Linked DNA regions of Zea mays: regions 1 and 2 are each linked to region 3. A link is a contact called in public Hi-C data. All regions are on one chromosome and are shown on one strand. Each heading gives the region's core, a stretch centred on a gene start, on an enhancer-like site or on the middle of the called end of the contact. The rest is flanking DNA. Distances are from core to core; before and after follow the strand shown. Region 1 holds the start of LOC103632144. Region 2 has its middle 34 kb from the start of LOC100271892. Region 3 holds the start of LOC100193992.

The links. Hi-C and Micro-C count contacts between places; a contact is called where the count stands out from the background.
Region 1: a contact with region 3 is called in a Hi-C map of ear, with 2.3 times the contacts expected there. The contact joins the promoter of LOC103632144 here to the promoter of LOC100193992 in region 3. A contact is called at or near these places in 6 of 25 Hi-C or Micro-C datasets (ear, endosperm, leaf and 1 more) and 1 of 3 datasets of contacts at active chromatin or transcription factors (leaf).
Region 2: a contact with region 3 is called in a Hi-C map of leaf, with 6 times the contacts expected there. The contact joins the enhancer-like site here to the promoter of LOC100193992 in region 3. A contact is called at or near these places in 3 of 25 Hi-C or Micro-C datasets (ear, leaf and tassel).

Annotation. Positions count from the first base shown.
Region 1 is chr7:22,878,145-22,882,803 of Zm-B73-REFERENCE-NAM-5.0, reverse strand. It overlaps LOC103632144, which reads left to right and starts at 2,353. Exons shown (of 2, transcript XM_008653978.3): 1 at 2,353-4,659. The coding sequence starts at 2,363. It overlaps LOC100271892 (sister of indeterminate spikelet 1), which reads right to left. Exons shown (of 10, transcript NM_001146067.1): 5 at 2,081-2,226; 6 at 1,593-1,637; 7 at 1,380-1,489; 8 at 1,157-1,296; 9 at 864-968.
Region 2 is chr7:22,836,313-22,840,529 of Zm-B73-REFERENCE-NAM-5.0, reverse strand. No RefSeq gene overlaps it. Among protein-coding and RNA genes, the nearest start is that of LOC100271892, 34 kb to the left of the region's middle. Within about 2 kb of position 2,424, at least 18 of the 20 cell types and tissues checked have an H3K27ac peak or open chromatin away from gene starts, as enhancers often do. A contact at or near this core is called in ear, leaf and tassel, where this site is marked.
Region 3 is chr7:23,029,021-23,033,419 of Zm-B73-REFERENCE-NAM-5.0, reverse strand. It overlaps LOC100193992, which reads right to left and starts at 1,545. Exons shown (of 5, transcript NM_001139057.2): 1 at 1,282-1,545; 2 at 646-776. The coding sequence starts at 1,318.

The DNA of each region.
Region 1 (4,659 bases), core at 1,104-3,603, 150 kb after region 3:
ATGGATTAATTAAGCCTAATAAATCCCATCTCGCGAATTAGCCACAGATTATGCAGTTAATTTAACAACTAGCTGAATAAAGTTTAGGCTTTCTAATTGACATCCAAGCATCTGATGCGACCGACTAAAACTCTCGTCCAAATGATCCAAAACACGCCCTTAATGTTTAGTTATATGATTTCGATTGTTCTTCCTGCGAAGCGGGGCAGCGGCGGCTAGCTATGTAGGCAGAGCAGGCTCGACCAGATATTACTATACGGAGTACATTACATAAGGGGGTGTGAGCATTCATGTAGGAGTAAACCTATAGCATCAACGCTAAAGCTGCAGGTGCAACAACAAAGTACCACCTCGATATGTCGATGCCCGTGCCATCGTGGACTACTGCAAAAAAGTTCGATAGCTATGGCTCATGCAAAGTGTTGCAGGCTGACAGAGACTCATTTGATTGGATCGAACCATGCATCGCAGCTCACAAGCACAACAGTACTCACACCTACTTTTTATTATATATGGGGAGTACAGTATACTACAGCTACAGGTATAAATACATCCAACCATCTCCACCTCAAGAACGGTACAGTACTATTTGAATGGAGAAATATGTATGTACCACGGTCCACGGGGGAAGAAGAAGAAGAAAAAAAAACTAAACATCAAGGAAACAACATACTCGAATTGAGCTACGTTGTAAATGTCAAAGGTCGCACGTGAAAGCATAATACTAGATATAAGAAAAATTCTGCACAGCTTTTAGCAATATTTATATGAGTGCTTCATAATTGTGCGTTCAAAAGTCAGTGGTAACTATAACTACACTTTGCCATGACAGAACACGAAAAAAACATGAGCGTAAGAGTTACCCTGAGGTTCACAAAGAAGCCTGGACAAGGAGATGCATACAGATGTGGATGCTGGGGCCGCATCGATCTGCTGTGAGGATGGACAGGCCACTGGGGGCCCATTGGCTACAACACCAAATAAATAAAAAAAAGATCCAGTGAGTTCAATACCACCTCGCCTAGCACAATTTGAACCAAATAAACTGAGCTTTCCAACTTGGAATTTTCTGGCTTAGGCGTGCATCACGTGATAAAGGTGCCAAATTGCTATCAGAACTCTTCAAGCTGTACACATAAAGTTGTATTATATTTACCTGAGAAACAATGGAGCTTGAAGCTTCAGGAGAATTACAACTTAATCCAAAACCAGTCAGGGTACCATCACTTCTGAGATCATGCACGTTAGGTTGTGAAATCCTCAAATTCAGATCAAGGATGTCTCCATCAACCACTGCTAAGAACAATTAATCCCAGTGAGATTGTAGAGGATCGTCTAATGGACGCCATGCAAAACTAAGTACAATAGTCCAATTGTACCATCTTTCTCAATTGCAGGTGGAAGTGGGACATCTCCATCATAGGAAACAGAATCAAAGTTCCTAACAGCATCCGGTCCATTGAAGCGAATGGCTGCCCTATCATACGCTCTACAGAATCAACAAAGAGATCAAAGTGCGTGAGAGTTTAAGTTGTTAGCATCCATGAATATACGAAAAATTTAAAAGAAGTGCACAATACTGCTAACTGAACCTTGCTGCTTCGATTTCACTGTCAAATAGACCAAGGTAGATGTACCTGCACATGAATACCATCTCTTAGTAAATTTACAGAGTGATACTTAGAGCTATACCAGTATACTGCACGTGGATTGCAGTTTTCAATCACTGTATTACCAGACTAATCAAGATCGGAGAATGCAGCCTTTAATTGATAACTTAAGAGTTAGTGTTCACACAAGGATGCAGGGCTAAACAAACCATTTCTTGGGAGTTAACGGTTAGGATGAAATGCTAAAGAAAGCATAACATGCTCCTTCCAATACATTACTGTACCACTCAGCTTTGCATTTTTTTTTGACCCCACAGAAGCTACAAGCATGGAGTACCTATGTTCCATCTCAATATTAACTGCCAATTTCTGTTCAAGCAGTTCATCCGAGCACAGTTTTTGTTCACCTCATTGAAAAATGCCTGAGCTACTCCATAACTAGACTAAAGCTAGGTGTCAAGATTACTTACTTCTTTCCGAGAAGCTGACCCATCCGAGCTTCCCACCGACCACACTTGTGTAGTGTCACACCGCGGTACTTTGAGCTCCCCCTGGCAAACCCAGTGCTTTGACGTCGGAGTATGTGAACAAACTCCTCCTTAGTCCAATTCCTCATCTAGGAGCACACAAGCTAACCAATCAGGGTCGATCAATCACACATGCGCCGCGTGAAGAACAGCTAAGCACAAAACACTGAAAAAAAAACAGCATCACACATCTTACACAGACAGATTACCTGCTTCAAAAAGGGAATGGACGCTCTCCCCGTCCTCGCGGCGGCTAGCACCGCACCTGCCGCCGCTGCCGCTCCCCCCGCCTGCTCGCCGGAAAACCAACCCCAACCCCTCCATCACCCCATTGATCAGGCCTCCATCCTCCAGAGCCACCCTGCCTCGGTGGAGATTCCAGCATTCGACGCGGACGCCCGCATTCCCAGATCTGACTCCGGGACTTCTTCTTCGACGCGGTCCTGCCTCAAGCCTGCCGCCGGTTCGTCGACAGCTAAGGCCGCCTGCACCAGGAGAGTTAGGTTCGCCGAATCAGCTCTGTCCGCCGACCAATCTCATCGTTCCTGCTTTGACGCGTCTGCTGCTCCAACGAAAATCACTCCGCACGGCCGGGATGGGACTGCTACCCACCGACTTCAATACCCAGGCCTGCGTCCCATCACTCCTCAACGCAGCAAATCCGCGGAATCCGGCGCTGAAGATTTGCCTGGCTGGACAACGGTCCATCGGCGACTCCGCAAGAGATTCAATTCGCCTGCGACTTCATTGAAGCCAACAACCGAGCATTCAAGGTTCCGCCATCTGGACAACAAAAATCTTAAGGTAAGCCTGAGAGGTAAATGCTTCCGATGTCTGGCCAGAGGGCACTACGCCATTGATTGCAGGGATCCGTTGAAATGCTTCAACTGCGGCGGCCCTGGACACAGAGCCTGGCAATGTCCCAAGAAGATTAGTGCTGCTGCTTCTACCCCCTCTGCCTTCCCACCACCTCCCTGCTTCGACAACGTCAACTTCCCTCCTCTGCGCCAAGTCAACATGGTGAAGCCTGGCAACCCCATGGAGCGCCCGCAGGAGACTTTCGCTGTTGCCGCGTCCTCTCGGGACATGGACAGCGAGCTGGCGCGGTTGAGCACCCACGCGGCATGGGCCTGGCTCGGCGGCGTTCGACCGGCGACAAGCACCAACACAGTAAGAAGGGCTTTCTGCTCTAGGTTCAGGATGCGCGAAGAAGACATCAAGGTGGTGAGACACTATCCAGAGGACTTCCTCGTCACCTTTGAACACCAGCATCACCGGGACACGGCTGTGGCGCAGCGCGACTTCACCTACAACAACATCGACATCCGCGTCAGGCCGTGGCAGCTCCCCGTCCACGGCGACCACAGCGTCTTCGGCTCCCACGTGCGCCTGTGCCTGGAAGGCATCCCTCTGCACGCATGGAACGATGGCATCGCCAAGCGTGCGGTGGCTAAGTCCTGTGTGCTGGACTACGTTGAAGCCCAGTCGCTGCGAATGGAGGATGCTACGACGCTCAATCTGTGGGCGTGGGCGCGAAACCCGTCTGACATACCTAAGGTAACGTGGCTGACCATTGTTGACAGGAGCAGCACTGCCCACGACGCGACACCGGCGGGGCGTAGCGGCTTAACCTTCAGGGTCATCGTCCACCTTGATATGGTGGAAGACCCCCCTACCAGGGATGGCCATGGGCATTCACGTGCGTATGATTGGAGGCTTGGTGTTGTTGACGGCGAGTGCGAACCACGTGACCGTCACGACCCTCCACCACCTCGCAGCAACCGTCGCAGGGATGAGGATGGTGATAGTGACCGTCGTGGTCGCCGCCCAGGACGCGACGACAGTTGGAGCTCCCGGCTCTTTCGTAGCATCTCGCGGGCTCCCAGGGACCGCGAGCGGGAGCGCTCGGGGTCGCGCCATGGCCAGCGCCATGACTCACCCAGGCGGCGTCACCACCTCGACGGCGATCAGCAACTTCGTCACCACCTTCATGGCGATCAGCAGCCTCGTCATGCCGGAGGCACGTCGTTGGTTACGCCACATGTTGGCCGTGACCCGGCGATTGGTCGTGACCCGGCGATACGTGGACGCAGCCGTGTGCGCCGTTCCACCCGTGTTGCTGTCCGGCGTGGCCGTTCAGCGACCCCCCCACGGCATCCTGCTCGCCCCAGATTTCCACCAAGCGCCTGCAGTCCCGGCATCCGCAGCTCACGCGGTGGTGGCAACGACGGTTCTCCGCGCCCTGCTGTGAAGGCTGCAGCTCTTCCTAAAGGTCGTTACCGCGTTGGCTGCGTGTACCGAAGGCGACCGCGCTTGGTGCCTAAGGGCCAAGTCGATCCGGTCCCTGGGGCTGCTGCTGGCGACAGCAACCTTGCTGTCTGGGATGGCAGCAGGATGAAGTTCGCAGACAACGTAAGTCTCATCCCAGTGCAGCGAGCATTCACAACTATTCTTGATTCCCTTCCAACATGCCCTGCTATGCAGCTACTGCCTTTGGTGCAGTCTGAGGAGGACCATGTGCT
Region 2 (4,217 bases), core at 1,175-3,674, 190 kb after region 3:
CCTAGCGAAGTACTGAGCTGACGGTCCTGGCCGAAGCCCCTTGATCATGGCCTCAATGACAATTTCATTGGGCACCGTTGGCGCCTGTGCCCTCAAACGCAGGAACCTCTGGACGTACGCCTGAAGGTATTATTCGTGATCCTGGGTGCACTGGAAAAGAGCTTGAGCAGTAACCGGCTTCGTCTGAAATCCTTGAAAGCTAGTTAACAGCAAGTCCTTCAGTTTCTGCCATGAAGTGATCGTTCCTGGTCGAAGGGAGGAATACCAGGTTTGAGCAACACTCCTGACAGCCATAACAAAAGATTTGGCCATGACTGCAGCATTGCCACCATACGAAGACACTGTTGCTTCGTAGCTCATCAAAAACTGCTTCGGGTCTGAATGACCGTCGAATACGGGAAGCTGAGGCGGTTTGTAGGACGAGGGCCAAGGTGTAGCCTGCAGCTCAGCAGACAGAGGAGAAGCATCATCGAAAACAAAATTCCCATGATGGAAATTATCATACCAGTCATCTTCGTTGGGGAAACCCTCCTGATGAAGGTCTTGGTGCTGAGGCCTTCGGTGCTGCTCATCCTGAGCAAGATGACGAACTTCCTCAGAGGCTTCGTCTATCTGCCTTTGCAACTCAGCTAGCCTAGCCATCTTTTCTTTCTTCCTCTGCACTTGTTGATGAAGCATCTCCATGTCTCTGATTTCTTGATCTATCTCGTCCTCTGGCGGTGTCGGGCTAGTAGCCTTCTGTAACACCACAAAATCTCGTTTTGAGAATTAGGTAGAATTTTTCCAAAGATCTTGAATTAGAATTTTTTTAATTCCCATAACTTTTGAAGTCACATCTCTTAAAATAAAAGTTTTATAATAAAGATTCAATAAAAGATTCTTCTATAAATTATCTTTGGTTGAAATGTATAAGAACATCTTCTAATAAGTAATCATACAATAGAAACTATTTGTCTTAAAATAATTGTGCTACATATCCAAAAACATTTTCTTATGTAGGATAATAAATAAATGAATAAATAAAATAAAATGAATACTTGCAACTCATGCTGGGTATTCTGTTTGTTTGTTGTGAATTTTATCAAAGTCTAAAACCTAGAATAAAAATTTGAAGTAGGGAATTAAAGCTGAAATTGGAAAATGAAAAAGAAAAGGATTCCTGTGCAGTCTGGGCTGAAATCACTTCCCCTTCTCCACATAACGTTAGCCCATAGTTTTATTCTTTTTTTTATTCCCCTTGCTGCGGATGACATCAGCATTACATAAGCATGACATCAAGCTAGCAAAGAAATGCAGCACGCCGTGATCCTCTTCCTAACAAAACGGACGTCTTCTACGCGAAAAGAACGCTGCGTCGTCAGTGTCTCTGCTAGGTAGGCACTGCGTTAGACGTTGTTATCCATTCGGAAAATTCTCTGAGCTCGTTCAATACCGTAACAGACTCGACGCCAAAATTCCCAACAGACTACCGCCTTGGCCGGATGTTACGATTTGCCCCTCTCGGGTGTATATAAACCCAAGCCGCGTCTACTCCGTCTACCGTGAGCCAGCTAGAAGTCCTAGAAGCGCCCAAACCCTTGGCCTCGACGAGCACCTGCGCACGGTGGGCCATGGATGCGGCGTCGATGCTGGGCTATAAAGCGCAGGTCGCTGCGAGCTCCTGTATCAATCCATTAATCATGGTGTGCAGAGTTGGGAGGTAGCAGAGAGATGAGTTTGTGTCGCCGCGTCAGGGTCGTCTTCTTCCAAATCCAACTCAGCGCCTGTCACCGATTGCAAACAAATCCCGCCGATACTCGCTCGGTCGCATCGGTCAATTCGGCCTCTGCCCGAGCTTCTCGGCAACGGATTTTCTCGCTCGGATATATATAAACAAGCACAGCATGCCCTCGTCCGGTCGTCCCATCAGCTCGGCGCTCGGCCACAACAAGAAATCGAAGCGAGAGAAAGAAAGTAGCACCACCGCCTTGGAATTCCGCCTGTGCTGCCGTTCCGTGCGCATAGTCGGGTCATGGTGTGTCACTGGTGGGTGTTTGATGTCGTTGCCAGCAGTGGTGTGCCGTTGCGTGAAGATCTTGTGATGTGGGCAGACTCGGTCATTGTTCCGGTCGCAGGTGCGTCCTCTCTTGTTTGTTCGCTGGGTTCTCCGCGTCACGTAGCTTAGGTTCTTGGTCCGGTTGGAACGTCGTTGTGCTGGGTCCGAAACACCGGCCATGGCTGCCGCCATGGGGGACTTAAGCGCCTGACCGATGGCCGATGGGTAGGGGAGGAGGTGTTGTGAGGAAGACGCGCCGCTCGGGTCTGCATCGGGGTAGAAGATGGATCCTTTGGCCGTTGATGGCAGATTGAACCGTGTGGATTGTAACGATGGTACCGATTGGGTTAGATGTTGGCTATGCCGTTGGATCGAGATCGGGTGGTTGGAATTGCATCGCGGCATTTAAAATCATGGGCGTTGAATTCCAATCAGAGGGTCGACAGCACATACCGATTCAGTATTATGGAAATTTAATCCTAGCCCTAGATCGAGTTCGGGACGATCCAGAATAGTGCATACCCCTTCGGCCCTGTTTGTTTTTCAAAAGAGCTCCTACACTTTTATACAATCAACCCGCCGTCCACCAGCAGGTTGTCTGAGTCTGGGGAAAACTTCTGGTTCTGCCCCCGGGGTCCTCTGTAATTAGTGCTCGGTCTAGAGAACAATGAAAATGGATAATTAATTACAGAAATTGATTTTTAATACAAAGATAATCAAATTCATAGTTAATTCATTTTAACTCCAAATTGAGTCATTCCAGTTGCAATAATTTTGTATTAATATTGTGTATCACCTAGTACCTTTGTTTAGCCATGAAACTTGAATTAAAATGGTTCGTTTGAATTAATCTATTCTAGGTGCTAAATAACTTCAGAAATTCGTAACTCAATAACTGTAACTCCAATTTGATCCATTCAAATTGCGTTAGCTTCATAAAAATATTGTCTATGCAGTGCAAACATTAATTGTACCATAGAAAATAATTTTTATAATTAGATATTTGTTTAGCCTATGTTTAGTAGATTAACCTCTCTAAATCAAAGTTAATTTGTTTATAACTATAGTTTGGCTAAAATATCATCCCTAATTATATTATAATTTAACTTAAAGTTGAATTAATTATTTAGATTATTTTCTCACATGATCTATTAATAACATAAGGTCTAGTTTTAACTGCTTAAATTGCATGGGTCTTCTGAAAACCATAACTCCTTAACCGTGACTCCGAATTTAGTCGTTCTCGATCCCACGATCTCGTAACAGCGCGTAGATTATTATTACACGGTTTATTCTTATGTTTGGTGTGATGTTAATTTTGTCCATACCATGTTTGTTTGTATTGCTACGACTAGCAGCGAGGTTACGAGTCACCTGAAGATCATCCTGGTATCTGGAATCTCAAGTCCCAGGCAAGTTGTGCCCTTGATCACTTCTTTTACCCACTCATGTTCTAATTAATCATAATGATCTGCATAGGTTAATTTGATGGGACCTAATAGGTTACCCTAGTTTGTCTATCTTTATGCCTTGTTTACCACTAAACTTTCTGGGTAGTACTTGCTAGTGCTATATGTGGATTTGGGCATTGAGATACATATTATTCATACTTTTGTTATCAGTTGCTATTTACTGTTCATGATAAGATCATTATGTTAATTGGAACATGGAGAACCACCCGGGAAAACAGTGCTACCACAAGGGTTTAATGGGACGCCCTTGGCCGATTAATTAGGAAAGCTAGTGGAAGACTACCTTACCCGAAAGGGGCAAGGGCAGTAGGGGAGTGGTCAGTGTAGGGAGGCCCTCGGGAGGATTTTGCTGCGATGGCGGTCCTGCAAGGGATTCCTGCATTGGAGCTTCCTATAAACTGTAGCGGGTTTTCTGAAGCTAGTGGAACTTTGTAAAGGCCTCGTAGTGTTACCCTGCCTCGCCTCCTCGGTAGAGGTGTATGGGAAGTCGCGATCCCTTGGCAGATGGGTAACATGACTTGTGGGTAAAGATGCGCAACCTCTGCAGAGTGTAAAACTGGTATACTAGCCGTGCTCACGGTCATGAGCGGCTCGGACACTCACATGATTAATCTATGGAACTTAAATTCAATTTGTCATATGCATTGCATCGCAGGTGATGTTGTTACTTCTGTTCTACTATTTAATTGGGTTGGTATTTACTTATACTT
Region 3 (4,399 bases), core at 296-2,795:
CTCGGGGCTAGCACAGAAGGTGCTCGGAGGCCGAAACAGATGCCCCTTCTTAAATCTTGCTTGCCTCATCTAGTTACATGACCTCTATATTTAGTCTCTAGAGGACTTGTTTTCCCAAGCGTACTAGAAGAAGAGTCCTTATTAATTTGGACTCTCCTTTCCTAACAAATAATTTAATTTTATAAACAAGGAGGAATCCTTATCGATTTGAACTCTTCTTCCCTAACAAACAATTCTATTTCCTAAACGAGTCCTCATCAATTTGGACTATTCTTTCCTAGCAAATAATTCTATTTCCTAATCTCTCTTTCCTAACAAACCAAACTAATATAATCTGTCTGGCACTCTACTTGCCATAACACACCTTCTCTGCTAAATGAATTTCTCTTACTCATGGTATTTAATTCGGCAAAAATATCGAGTTATCCCCCCTAATAAAAATATTTTAGCCCTTGGCCCCACCTATCAGTAATTTCTGGCTTTGTCCCTGATCATGGTTGAAGGTTAATTGAAATATAAGCTATTCTCCAAAAGGAATTCTTCTATAAAAAAGACTTTCACGAATTCCAATATGAAGCGGTCTAAAATAACAGGAACAAAATCAAAACATGAGTTCCAAGTTCCAAAAGATACCAGAGTTCATACCATCTGGCCTTCTTTAGCTGTTTTCTTGATCTCAGTGATGAGCTTTTTCTCCTGGGCCTGCAATCCTTGCCTCTCTCGCTCAATTTCCCTGATGGATCGATCCAGCATTCTCTTGTTTTCTCTTAACAGCTCTGATGAAAGAAATAGTCATAAGTAGCAAAACCATATGTCATAAGGTAGGAAATGTAAGGCTATCTTCATTGAATGAAGATATAAGAGATGTTTTCCTCGAAGGAAATCATAAAAGATCGAACTTATTATTCCTCAAAGCCACTTCTGTATAGTACAAGCTAATTTTATTCAATAATCCAAAGAGGAGGAAAGCTTGAACAGATCTATAACTAATAAAGCACAGTAGCTGCCGGCCCAATTCCACAATATTACAAGTCTTGCGGAAGCCCCTACGTCGTAATCCCGAGCTCGCACAACTCCCCGATTACACGCCCCGCTCAAAGTGTGCCAATAAATCCTTCCATGCTCGGCCATGGTTTCGCCCAGCACAAGACATCGTCAGTGTCTAATCTTTAAGGAATACCTCATCATCATCCATCATAGACAAAACAAACTACGCAGCTAGACGAAGCAATCGGACCAAATTTCACAGTGATTCTTTCAGGATTGGAAGGAAGGTCTTACCGGCGGGCGTCTTCCGCTTCCCGAACAGGAAACTCATCTTGGATCCTCGGTTCGTGGGGCAACTAGGGTCTCGATCGGGGCGATTCGAGAGGAAGTCCCACCGACCGGATCAGTCCTATGTTCTTTCTTCGTTTCCCAGTGAAGCTAGTGGATTGATGATTGGATCGGTCCCACGTCCCTTCCCCCTCCCTCCGCTTTTCGCGGTTGCCGACGCAAGTTGGAGTTCTTCTGATTCTGATGCCAAACTGAAAAGGAAAAAATATCAAAAAGAGGATGCAACGGAAAAGGAAAATATATGCTTCTGGGCTTCTGGAGGGCTTTAGAGAGAGAGGTTATTTCGATGGGCCGCGAACTATGCAGCGAGCTAGCCCAATTTAATTGTTTGCAGAAAAAAGCTTGGCTATGGGCCAAACGGTTCCATACGCGCATTTGAAAGTGTTTAATTTTGTGCAACCCTCTCCAAAATTGAGACGCTCCTCTAACAGTTGACAGAAAAAAGTTTCCTTTGATCATATATTTCGCTTTGATAAGTTTGAACCAAGTATTCTCGAACCCCTAAGAAATGTTCCTAATTCATTTTACTAACAAACATTCATTCATCATTATGCTCTCTAGAATGCCTAGACTCCCTTGGTCTTTCGGACTAGTCATCATCCCCCATTTGGCCATGTGGGATTTTTCTTTTTCAGCTCCTTGCTAAAGAAATTAGATCTAATCGAATTCATTTTATGATGAAACTATTTAAGAAAAAGATAAAAACCCATAGAATACATAGGTAGACTACTAAGACATGAGTTAGTTAGAATCATTCTCCCATCAGCAGAGAGGTACTTGCCCTTCCATGGGTCCAACCTTTTACTCATTTTCACCAAAATAGGATCTGAAACTACCGAGTTAATGGTGTGGTCAGAGATAGGGATGCCTAGATATTTCGTAGGAAAGGTTCCCAAGGAACAATTAAGCATATTGGCCATCTCTTCAACCTCTTGGTGATCCGCTCCAAACACGTAACATCGCTTTTATGAAAAAATAGCCTTGATAACCATTCAAAGAAGTATAGAATTAATTTCAAATTTAAAATTGATTTTTCTGATCTGTCAATCATAATTAATGTATCATCTGCGTATTGAATATACGAGATACCACCCGGTAGAACATCATCTAAAACCTCCAGAGATGTGGCCTTTGGAAACCCGTGCATCCAGAAAAGCACACTTAAGGGCGTCAGCCACCAAATTAAAGAGCTGAGGAGATAGCGGGTCGTCCTGCCTAAGGCCCCTAAAAGTCTTGAAATATTTACTCTTCTCCCCATTCATGTTAACACACACTTTCCCATTCTCCACTGTTCTCATAACCATATTGATCCATTTGTCAGGGAACTTCTTAGATTTTAAAACCTCAGCTAAAAACTCCCATATGACCTTGTCATAGATTTTTTTCAAAATCAATTTTTAAAATCAGACCTCTCTTTTTTTATTTCAAATCGTGAATGACCTCGTGCAATATCACCACTCCTTCCAGTATATTCCTGTATTTTATGAAGCTCGTCTGATTGCCCCCAACGACCACCTTGGCTACCTGGGAAAGCCTATTAGAGAGGACTTTGGTGAAGATTTTGAAATCGACGTTAAGGAGACATATCGAGCGATATTGCTTAATAGAGTTAGCATCTTTAATTTTTATACTATGTGCGATGTTGAGGGAGCCCAGGAGGGATTCGTCATCCCCTAGCGCAGGAGCGGAGATGCGGAGCATCCAAGCGTCGTCGTCGAGGGCCACCATGGCGCGAGGTAACCCGCCGGTGGGCCTGAGCGCACTAAAGCTGCGAACTGGCGCAACAACGCTGATAATTGTCTTCTCCTTCACCCCTCCCCCATCTTAGTTTCCCCAATCGATAAATGACTACCAATCTTCTTATTGCTGCAGCGCTTTGGATTGGCATAGCCACATTATACTCATAACAGAAGCAAACACCTGGTAAGATTAGGAGATAGGATGACCAGATTTTGTGAATGGTTATTAAGGAACAAAACAGTTAAAACGAATTGTGTTGAAATGCTGTTGAATGCAACTCAAAGCTCAAAGGTATGTTGTTTATGTACATAGCATCCTTTTTATGAGCAAGATGCATAATATATTTCATAGACTGTGCACTATTCTTGTGTATACATGTTTGATATAGCGCCCAATAGGACGCTCTTTTTTCTAGTTGTATTTCAAGATGAAGGGGTAGTTTCTTTATTTTGAAACAAATACGTGTCTGTGCGATGTCGGTTAATACTCGGCCTACTGCCGAGCAAGCCCAGCCCACTAGCCTAGAGCCAAATCCAGATTGATCCAGCGGACAAAGCAAGTACTTACAGCGACTGTAGAGCACAACTACCTCTGCAATGGCATGTATGTATGAATGCGTCTGTACGAGTGACTGGTCACTGGGTGAGTAGACAGACGACACCGACACCTCAGCCTCCAGGTCCAGGGGTGAAAACGAAACGGATCCGAATTCCAATGCCACTATTTATCATATTTTAATTCAAATTTGAATATGGGTCAAAATATTCTCAACTACGAATAGAAAATAGATAGTTCAAATCTAAATATATTTACCCATTCAACTCAAGATGCACATATTCTAAAATTTAACCTAGGTGGATTTAATTTAAGTACAAGTTCACAAGTTCATAGATAGTTAAAAAGTGAACTTAAATCAAAGTGGATTCCCAATGATCCCCAATATGGAAGTAAACTAAAATTATATGAATAATATTTTTAAACCACCAAATCAAAATAACAAAAAGGCAAACAACAATTGTGTGACATTTAAGAAGTCAATACACTGGTATTTAAAAAGAAAAACCAAAGTACTGACATTTGTAAAAATGAGCAAACATAATAAATTGATATAAGATAGCATATATGCCAAAAAACAATAAATTTGTAATTCCAAAATAAATGAATACCCTATATGAATGCGTTTACTAAAATTCAAATAAAAATAATGAAGAAATTTATCCATATAATGTAAAGTGGAGAGTTGTTGTTGAATATTTACGATACTTAGTTGAAATATGTTATATTTGTGAACACTTTGACAAAAAAAAGTTATAAAATCTTTTGA